Linked DNA regions of Gossypium hirsutum: regions 1 and 3 are each linked to region 2. A link is a contact called in public Hi-C data. All regions are on one chromosome and are shown on one strand. The core of a region is the stretch at or near the end of the contact, and the rest is flanking DNA. Distances in the headings are between cores, read along the strand shown. Region 1 has its middle 3.3 kb from the start of LOC107912784. Region 2 overlaps LOC107912789 (a long non-coding RNA gene). Region 3 holds the start of LOC107912783.

Evidence for each region. A called contact is a pair of places that touch in the nucleus more often than the background predicts.
Region 1: a contact with region 2 is called in a Hi-C map of leaf, with 2.2 times the contacts expected there. The contact joins two enhancer-like sites. A contact is called at or near these places in 2 of 34 Hi-C or Micro-C datasets (callus and leaf).
Region 3: a contact with region 2 is called in a Hi-C map of leaf, with 4 times the contacts expected there. The contact joins the promoter of LOC107912783 here to the enhancer-like site in region 2. A contact is called at or near these places in 10 of 34 Hi-C or Micro-C datasets (callus and leaf).

Annotation. Positions count from the first base shown.
Region 1 is chrA09:64,714,427-64,717,898 of Gossypium_hirsutum_v2.1, reverse strand. No RefSeq gene overlaps it. Among protein-coding and RNA genes, the nearest start is that of LOC107912784, 3.3 kb to the right of the region's middle. Within about 2 kb of position 1,873, at least 1 of the 9 cell types and tissues checked has an H3K27ac peak or open chromatin away from gene starts, as enhancers often do. A contact at or near this core is called in leaf, where this site is marked.
Region 2 is chrA09:65,151,466-65,154,924 of Gossypium_hirsutum_v2.1, reverse strand. It overlaps LOC107912789 (a long non-coding RNA gene), which reads left to right. Exons shown (of 6, transcript XR_001688289.2): 2 at 1-853; 3 at 1,102-2,715. Among protein-coding and RNA genes, the nearest start is that of LOC107912789, 2.7 kb to the left of the region's middle. Within about 2 kb of position 2,209, at least 7 of the 9 cell types and tissues checked have an H3K27ac peak or open chromatin away from gene starts, as enhancers often do. A contact at or near this core is called in leaf, where this site is marked.
Region 3 is chrA09:64,676,703-64,679,726 of Gossypium_hirsutum_v2.1, reverse strand. It overlaps LOC107912783, which reads left to right and starts at 1,496. Exons shown (of 2, transcript XM_016841108.2): 1 at 1,496-2,114; 2 at 2,394-2,844. The coding sequence starts at 1,957. The coding sequence ends at 2,736.

The DNA.
Region 1 (3,472 bases), core at 624-3,123, 440 kb after region 2:
TTTTGTACAATTGGGAAAATGCTATTACTTTCTCTCTTTTTTATGTTTTTTTCAAATGTGCAAAAATTATCCAATTATACAAAAAAATGTCGACATATATATGTCACATCATTATATGTGTAAACAAATTATGTCAAATTACTTAATGGAATTAACCAAAAATAAACCTCAAGAAACGTGGAGAAATTAAAAATATCAAATTATAAAAGGAGGACTAAATCCACCAAAAATGCATAGTATAGGACCTTCTATAGAATTTGACCAAAACTTAGTGTACTTGTAGCCGTCTTAGCGATTATATGCATGCTCGAATGAGACACGTGAAACACGTCATTCGTAAATTTCTTTCAATTATTGAAGCCTAGTTTTTCTTTTTCTTTTTTCTTTTTCCTTTGTAAATCTCCAAAGTAAATAATTCCTTGTTTGACTTCAAATATCTCCAAATTGAACTCTCTTTTCTCGAGAATCTGATGGAAAACCTAATTCTTCAAATGATTGGTTAAAGCTTAAAGTAAAGGCAAAAGGTCAAGCGTAATCTTTTACCAATAAGATAATAAAATGTAATCCGACATAACACTTATAAAAAAATATTATAAGTTATGATTATATCTTTTTTTTAAATAATATTTAAAGTTATTTATAGCTCCTTTCTGACTCATAAATAAAAGGATAATATGCTTTAATACAATTGAATTCACGTATTCTCATAAAAATAACAATACTCATACCAATTGAGCTAAGACTCAATTAGCCCGACTTTCAAATTTGTTATGTTAAATTTATAATTTATAGTTTTGTATGTTAAATTTAGTAACACTTCTAATTTAATCCTCATTAATGTTAACAAATTGTTTTTCCAAATTTTTTTATTATAAAATACTATGTTCCATAATATTGCAATAACAAAAACGCCATTGGAATTTGTTTTTCATTTTTAAAAATGTTTTGTAATTGAAATAAATAAAATATAATTATGAAACTCTTTTTGCTTTTATTTTACTCAAACTTCCTAGGATCCCATTTATTTGGTCCTCATCCCATGAACAGGATTGTTGAATAGAAAATGGATAGAAGCATTGATCAGCAGCAGCTAGCCATTCAAATACAAATAATAAAGGCGGTGGGATCCCTTTGTTTTTGGAAAAACATCTCCCTTATAATTTACAATTCACCTCCCCATTTTCTCACCACTAGTTTCTTTTACCCTTTCTCAACAAAGAACAAATACAGCTTTCTATTTTTATTTAACTGTAACAGTTAAAAGAGAGTGATAGATTTACGAAGTAAAAGATCATGCTTTACCTCAAGAGGAGAAGACCCAACTTTGGTTTCTAAAACTACAGTATAGTTTGAAACAAGTTGATGATCCTGTGCATTCGTAAAAGACAAAAAGAGGGCCCTTCTTTCGTTTCTATTTCGCCTGTTAATTTATTATTTGCTATAATTTAATTTTAATATTTTTTTTGGTATTTAAATTTTTTTTGTCCCAATTAAATATTTGAGTTTAATTTTAATATTTAAGTTGGTACTTAAATCAAACAGAATTATGTAGTTCAATGAATATTTAATATGTATGTTCTAGTGAAAAATTATAGGTAGTTAATTGAGATAAAAAAACAATTACATTTACGTACTTAATTAGAACAAAAAAATTAAGTTTCAAATTAGAAAAAAATTCTAATACTAAAATAAACATTAAAATCAAACTTAAATATCAAATTAAAAAAATTAAGTATTAAATTAAATATTAAAACTAAACTGAATTAACATTTTTCATTAAGGTTTCACTTTCTTTTGTTCAATTAGGGAGACCCACTGGCGGCTCCGGTCGGCCAAGTGGCCTGTGTTAGTATTTAGGACCCACTTCAGCTGCCAGGCTAATTAAATTAGACCATTGAATTTGGTCACCTAGTACTACATATATGGGGTTTCCCTATCAATATGTTTTTTTTTTCAGGTTAAACCTTTAAATTAATATAAAGTTCTTTTAGCATCTTTTTATAAAAATTAAATTTGAGATTTTAATTAACCTTTCGTTTGTTTCATTTTTAATGGATTCTAGAAAATTATTTATTTTTTTATAAAAATTAATATTTTCTGGCATTTAAATGAATTTGTGTAAAATATTTTTTATTGTTTAGCAGATTTATTAAAAATATTTCATAAAAGCTACTTTTAATGAAACAAACATAAATTTGAGATTTTATTTTTTTTCATTGTTTAATTGAGTTTATTTCACAAAATTTATTTATATTTTAATTAATCATGTTTTAGTTTTAATTAATCTTATTTTACTTAATTAAGCTTAATTATTAATTTCGTACATTAGGGAATATAAATTTATATCTGTTTAATTAAGTTGAAAGTGGTAAATATTTATTTTGAATATTATTTGGATGAGTAAGTTGAAATATGATTGAAATATGATTTAATTTGATAAAAATTGAAGTAAGGACCAAATTGTAAAATTTGTAAATTTTTGAATTCTAATTGTTTGAATAGTTAAACTTAAAATATTGATGTAGTAACTAAATTATATGATTATGAAATATGAAAATTTAGAAAGTTGAGCATAAAATAGTAAAGTTTGAAACTATAGGGGTTAAATTGTAAAGATTTCAAAACTTGAGTTTTAGGACTAATTTACATTATTTAAGAAGTTACAATTTTGATAAATAGAATATGAAAGTTTAACTGATAAAAAATCAATGACTAATTTTTTGAAATTTTGACACTTTTAGTTGTAAGGACTAAATTATAAATTTTGAAAATTTTAGAAAACGGATTGTTTTGCAAAAATGTAAAAAATGAGGTTTAGGACTGAATTGTAGGATAAGAAAATATTTTTTCTTTGTGAGGAATTAAATTGTAGAATCGTAAAAGTTTAGATTTTAGAGATTAAATTGTAAAAAATATATAAAATTAGAATATAAGAGATTGTTTTCATGAATAGTGAAGAGAGCTTTCCATTTGTTGCTTTAAAAGCTTTCCCTTTTTGTTTCTTAAACAGTAATTAGAGCCTTATCAATTTAAAAAAAGTCTTATAGAAAAAATTTTGGTAAAACATTGATTTTACCCTTTTTGAAGAATGATTTCTTTTGGTAATTTATTTTCCACCAAACAAACACCATAAAACAATGAAAATATTTTACCGAAAACATTTTACATGCAAACAAACGAACCCTAAAGTATATTCAACTTCTTACCATCTGACCTAATCAATGTTAATCTTCTAAACACATATTAGTATTTAATTAGTAAATCTTCTAAACACATACTAGTTATAGGGAAAACTCTTGTGATTAGTAAATTAAAAATAAAAATAATTATTTGTAGATTAAAATAATGTGGAAAGTATGTTAGTCAGGTCATCTGTTTTTCGGTCTAATCAATCTAATTGATTCAATCAATTTTACTGGTTTGATTAAATATATCAATAAAGGTTCATAAAAATATTTAAACAATTTAGTTC
Region 2 (3,459 bases), core at 960-3,459:
GCCAAAGTTTTATTTGTGAAATGGGTTTTAAAATTTATCCTCAATTTATATTTGGGTTTGTATTTATGGACTGTGAACTTTAATTTTTATTTCTGGTTTATATATTTTGGGCTTTTTATTTGATTTATTTATTTGTTATAAATAGTTCTAAGGGCCAGGGCGAAATGGGCATTCTACAGCACGAATGATATAGGGGACCAAATGGGAAATATTCCCTGCCCTCTAAAATGCATTGTTCCAAAAAGACCAAATTGAAGCAAAATAAAATGTGTGGCAAGATTAAAAGAGAATAAAAAGTGAATAGGACCAATTTGAAGCGCGTTGTAAAAGCGGAAGGGCTATTCGCGCAAATAGCCCATTGGTCAAAAACGCGCGGACCCCCCGGAGCGGGTGGGGTCACGCACGGATAGATGCTAAAATGACTCCGTTTTGGCGCCTGAAACTAGGGCCCAAAACGACGTTGTATGGTCCCTTTATAAATAAAAAAAATTCAACAAAAAAATAATTCTTTCAGCTTTAAAAAAAAAACTCTCTATTCTCCTTTCTCTCTCTGGGCTAAACCTAGAAATTAGCCAAGAAGGCCACTGGTGGTCAGTCGCTGCACCATCATGGCCCTGCCGTGGACGGTGGCCAAAGGTGCACCAAAATTGGCCCTTTAGACCTCTTTTCCCCTTTTCAAACCCGATTTGGGTGTTTTTTAACCAAAAAACAATGAAAATGGAAAGAGAAAAATAAAAACAAGGGTTTTCGGCCTCACTGTTTCCCCTTTCGGACCCTCATCGGAAACCCAACGGGTTACGAGGTTTTAAGAGTCGGCGATAGCCTCTGACAGCGACGAGAAAGCAAAACGACGGTAAGTTTATTATTTATTTATTTTATTTCGAATAATAAAATAAAAAGGGCACATTTTCGATTCTTGAATCTGTTTCAAAATTCTTTTGTTGTTGTATTTGATTTCTCTGTATTAGAATCCCCCAAAAATAAAAAATTTCATGTGGCTTTATAGCCGATTAATACAACTGTTAGTTCTTTTTTGTTTGTTTCTATTGATGTCTGCCTTTGCGTGTTGCTGTTTCTGTTTTTCTTTTGGTTTGTTTGCAGGTTAGGGGGAAGGTCAATGAGCAAGGGCTTCCATTTCGTGCAAGGAGTGGGCAGAGCCAACCCTAGAGCGTCGAGCGAGCTATAGAAGTACGTGTTGGGCCTATAAGGCCATTAAGGTTTAGGTTAATTTTAGGCCTTTTGGGTTGAATGTAACATGGGTTATTTAGACTTTTTTGTGTAAATAGACTGTTAAACTTATTTCTATGGTTTTTTGGTTTATGATGGGCCGGGCAAAAATGGGCTTCTACAATTCACATACTCTAACATTCACCCAGCTTCTCAATAGGTAAGACCCGAAGTAAATTATGAAATCCAATAAACAAAGAGATAGACAATGGTTTTGTAAAAATGTCAGCAACTTGGTCACAAGCTAGAACCTCACCAAAATGAGTGAACTGTTAGCTACATTTTCACGGACAAAGAATAGGTCAAGTTCAACATGTTTAAACTTGGAATGTAAGATCGGATTTGCAGCAACCTCTACTACACTAGAATTGTCACACCAAATAATAGGGGAGTCAGCAGAGTGAATTTGTAACTATGTTGACAGAGAGACTAACCATGTAATATCACTGATGGTGGCATCAAGACTTCAATATTTGGTTTTTGTTGTTGATTAAGAAACAACTTGTTGCTTTTTCGAACACCGCGAGATGGGCGTATTGCCAAAATACACAATATCCTGTTGTAGACCAGCGATCATCAAAATTCAACCTCCAGTTTACATCAGCATAACTGACGAGAGATAGTCTGTCGAATGGAGGATAAACCAGGCCATGATCAATAGTCCCACGTAAATACCGTAAAATCCTTTTTAAAGCAATCAAATAAACTGAAGTAGGCGCATGTATACACTTGCATACACGATTCACAGCATAAGCAACACCAGGCTGAGTTAATAGCACATATTGAAACGCACCAGCAAGATTTCAATACTCTGTAGGATCAACAAGACGGTCACCCTCATCTTTAGACAACATAGACGAACTGATCATTGGTGTATGAACACTCTTACAATATATTTGGTTGGCTGTAATGCTAAGCCATTACAGCTGAATTCAGTGGTCTCATCCCTGCTCCATTGTTTGGTTGGTTGTAATGGGCTATTACAACCCTATTCCATACAGCCTTATTCAAGGCAAAACTGCCATTTACAATTCAGCACCCCCCTACGGAATACCAATTCAGTGTGAAAATTTTTCAACTTTACCCTTCTAATTTCTTTCTCACAACTGAGCATTTTCTTCTCTTTTTTTTTTCACGTCTGATTCCCATTTCCTTCAACCTTCTCCCTCTTTTTCACGTCTGAAGCATCCTTACCAACCCTATCTAAGCCTGAACCCAGATTCAATTTCAAATTAAAAGCCATCAAAATTTTACCTACCGGCGAATTTCATCGATTCTCACTCCTCTTAGGCTCCACAAATTCATCCTCAAGCTCCGGTTGAAATCAAGGTCAACGGTTTCAATTTCTCTCAACAAAAATGAAGCTTGAAATCCAGATTCCTCAGTTTTCTCGAGAAAATCTGACTTCGGTGTGAGAGGAAATGGCTAACGATCCAACACCCAGATGTTAAATCGGTGCTGAATCGAGTGAAGCAGTTCGCTGACAAGGTATTAAGTTTTTGCTTTGTCTTAATGAAAACTACTCTTAATGGTTTTGCAACTGATTAAAGTCTTATCCTATGAAGCTCACAATCAGCTATAACTCTTTCTAAGGCAAGCTTTTGACCTTCTTCTATCGAAATTAAAACCCCCCCTTTCGTTAACTATCTCAGATCCCCAAGAATACACTCTATTTAACCAAGCTATTCTCTATGGTGTTTTAATCGAACCCTATTTCGCCAAAATTCATATTAACCACTTATATGCTATTTTCATTGATAGGTATAAGCTGTTTTTAAGTTTACTTGTTGGAATTGTTAATGAATTGTATGGAAAGCTTGTTGATTCGGTAAAGGAACAATTAATTTGGGTTACTAAAGAAATGATTGATGTTTCTGCTACAGGAATTGATAGTTTGTTAGTGTATTTAATGAGGCAAATTGTTGGTGGTGATTTTAGTGATAGGAATCTTTGGTTATGTTTTGAGTTAGTGAGTCTTTATTTAAGTAAATGGGTTTGTTTGTTACAAGAAAAGCCCGTAGTTTTGACAAGTGCACTATATACATTTCTTCGTTTATTAGCTGATTATTGTAGTTTTGACCAGTGACTATATACAGTTCTCTTTGCCTCCAGAATTTCCTTCTGCAGTCCATCTTTATCTTCAGCCATTGATCTGCAACGATTTATTATCTCCTCATTTTCCTTGATTAGGTTTGCCATTCAGCCTTCTTCTGTGTCAGTTCTTACGTAGTT
Region 3 (3,024 bases), core at 247-2,746, 470 kb after region 2:
TACCCAGCACGATTGAGCACGATTTCCCGAATTCCCAAATATTGGATATTGCCTTATTTCAGAATTTTTTAATAATAAAGAAAATTGGAAATTCGCTCAAAACACGTTTAGTTGTTTTAAAATAGATGGAATACTTAATGCATTGTATCGAAACATTTGCCTAGGAAAGGATTAATGAACATGAACTAATATGATACAACAAGTCACAATTAATAAATCCAACAATTATGTACAACTATTCTAAGTAAAATGTAACCAAATTCTTAATCATGGATGGTGAACAATCAATACAAAAATAACATACAACAATAACTAACATGACAACATATAAAACGATCCACAAAATATGTACAAAATAAAATGGAATTAGAAGTCAATATAGTATAGGACATTTTCAAAATAATGATGAATTAATGGACACATAATATAAGTTGACAAATTTGTATAAAAACTAGGGATATATTATCATTTGAAATAAATATTGTAAAATAAAGCCTTTGAATTGAATAATATGCATAATATTTTAAGCACAAATCCATTTGAAAAATTGACAACATGCATGATAGCTTAAATAACATATAAAATATAAAATAAAAATAAAACACATGATAAAATATAATGTACATAATAAATTCATAGAACATGAATATAAATAAATTTAGAAATAATTATTTGTAAAAAAAATAGCATCAAATTAATAATGTATGAAAAAAAATTAAGCAAATATATAAATTATACATGTAACAAATTTTAGAAAATGTAATCATATACACAAAAAGATAAAAAATTATATTTACAAAAATACATAAATTTAGTGGTGTATATTTATAAAACTATATTATAAAGGGAATTTTAAAACAAATAATATATAACATAATTTTACATGTAACAAATTGGTTTGAATTGATGGCACATATAAATAATACATATATAAGGATAATAAAATATGAGAGTGTATACAATAAATAAATGGTATGACTTAAAATTATAGTTCTTAAAAGAAACGCATTATACGCATGCATAATTTTAAAGAGAAAAAAAATATACATACAAGAAATATTAATATGAAATCAATAATGTAGACTATAGTAAAATAATTTAATATGGGTTACGTATAATAGTAATTAAGGAAAAAAAACACAAAATATGTAGGATTTTCCTTTAAACAACATAGATATATAATAAGATATAGGAATAAATTTAAAATAAATTATGTGTATAAAATAATATAAGATTAATAATATACATGGAATAATTATATATATAATAATGCATAAAAACATTCATATAAAATATTATACACAGTGTAAAAATGATATGATAAAATAAATTTATAGTACTGACTTTAAAACAAAACACAATCATCAAAGGAGCTCCAAATATAAAAAAAAAAGAACCTAAAAGGAAAATTGAATGTGAAACGAATTTAAAAAAATAATAAAAAAACCAATTGAAATAAAATTATAAAATAAAGGGATAATTTATAAATAAAACAAACTACTACTATAAAAATAAGGACCCCCATGCAATGCGTGCAAACGTATATGGGTTAAAGCTGGAAATATTCCAGATCTCCAAAAACATTCAGCTGAAGCATGGATCCAATTGCAAATGCACTCAAATTACCAAGCCAAATTAAAAAAGAAATAAGCAAATAGCTTGCAATTGAATAGTAGCGCGAAAAAAGAAGGATCAATTGCGAATTATCCCTCTCCACGAAAATACGCGGATCCCAGGGGTAACGGAATCGGATCGGGTCGGGCAAGCTTAAACGGCGTCATTTCAAGGCTACAAATCCATGCTTAAACGTCGTCGTCTCACGGTGCCAATTAAAAGCAAAAAAGAAAAAAAAACAGCTTCTAAGAGCTTATTTCAGCAGAGCAGATTGAAAAGGGGGGAAAAAACCCTAAGTGTTTGCTCATATTCGGCTGCCGCTTTTAACATTACAATTGATGGATGGCGCCGTTTGATTCCCCTTTTAACACCAACGCCGATCTTCCCTTAAAAACAACAACCGACAAATGTGGCCTTTTGATGATAATTTTCGGCCTTAAGACCTCTTTTTCCACTTCAAGTCTGACGAAGCAAAGAGAGATCAATGGCCGATCCATAAGGTGAGATTTCTTCTCTCTTTCTTTCTATTATTTTTTTAATACAATAATGAAAGATAAAAATGAAGTCATTTAGCCGAAATTTAAAAGCAACTATTAAACAGAAAATCACCTCTAAAAAAATGCTTGTGAAATGCTCTATTTTTTTATATCTGGTGTGCGTAGTATATTCGTAATCCCTTTTGCAGGTACAATCATTGGTTTTATAGCCAAATTTACAGAGTAAAATAAATAATAAATAAAAATACATTTTTATTGCTGTCATTTGTTGTATTTTGTTAGCTGGCCTCTTCTCGTGTATTCTAACGCAGGGATGGCCGTACGGAGGAGAAAGGAGACGCGCAAAGGAGGCCATGCGAGGAGCCTCTCATGGGAGCCCAACTCTCTGGCATTCCAGAAGCTTCTGGTGCTCTCGACTGCTGTGTTTCGTTTTGGGTGTATTAGGCCTCGGGTTTGGGCTGTTCGAACTAAGGATTGGGTTAAGTCTATATTAAAGGATTTTGGGTTTAAGTTATTTTTGGCCCTAATATTTGTAACCGGACATTGGATTTCTGAATTTGGATTCTTTATTTGTGTGTGTTCAATTTACTTGGACTTATTTGTTTGGCTTATTTTAATACTTTAAAAGGGCCCGGGCAAAATTGGTTGACTACAAAGATGATAGTTTTTTTTTAATTTGTTTATTTAGTAATTTTATAGAGCTTGAGAGAAGGAAATATGATGGCTATTTCTGGAAATGGCTTTGACTATTATTTTAGCTTTTATTTTTATAGAGTTTTCCTATAGCTTTATTTAAGGTAGTGTTCATAATGTATTTAGATAGTATTTAAAAAGTCACTTAATAATTGGATCTGTTTGTAATTACTTGTAATTACATAATAGTGGTATGTTTTGTTAACCATTGTGACCGGTG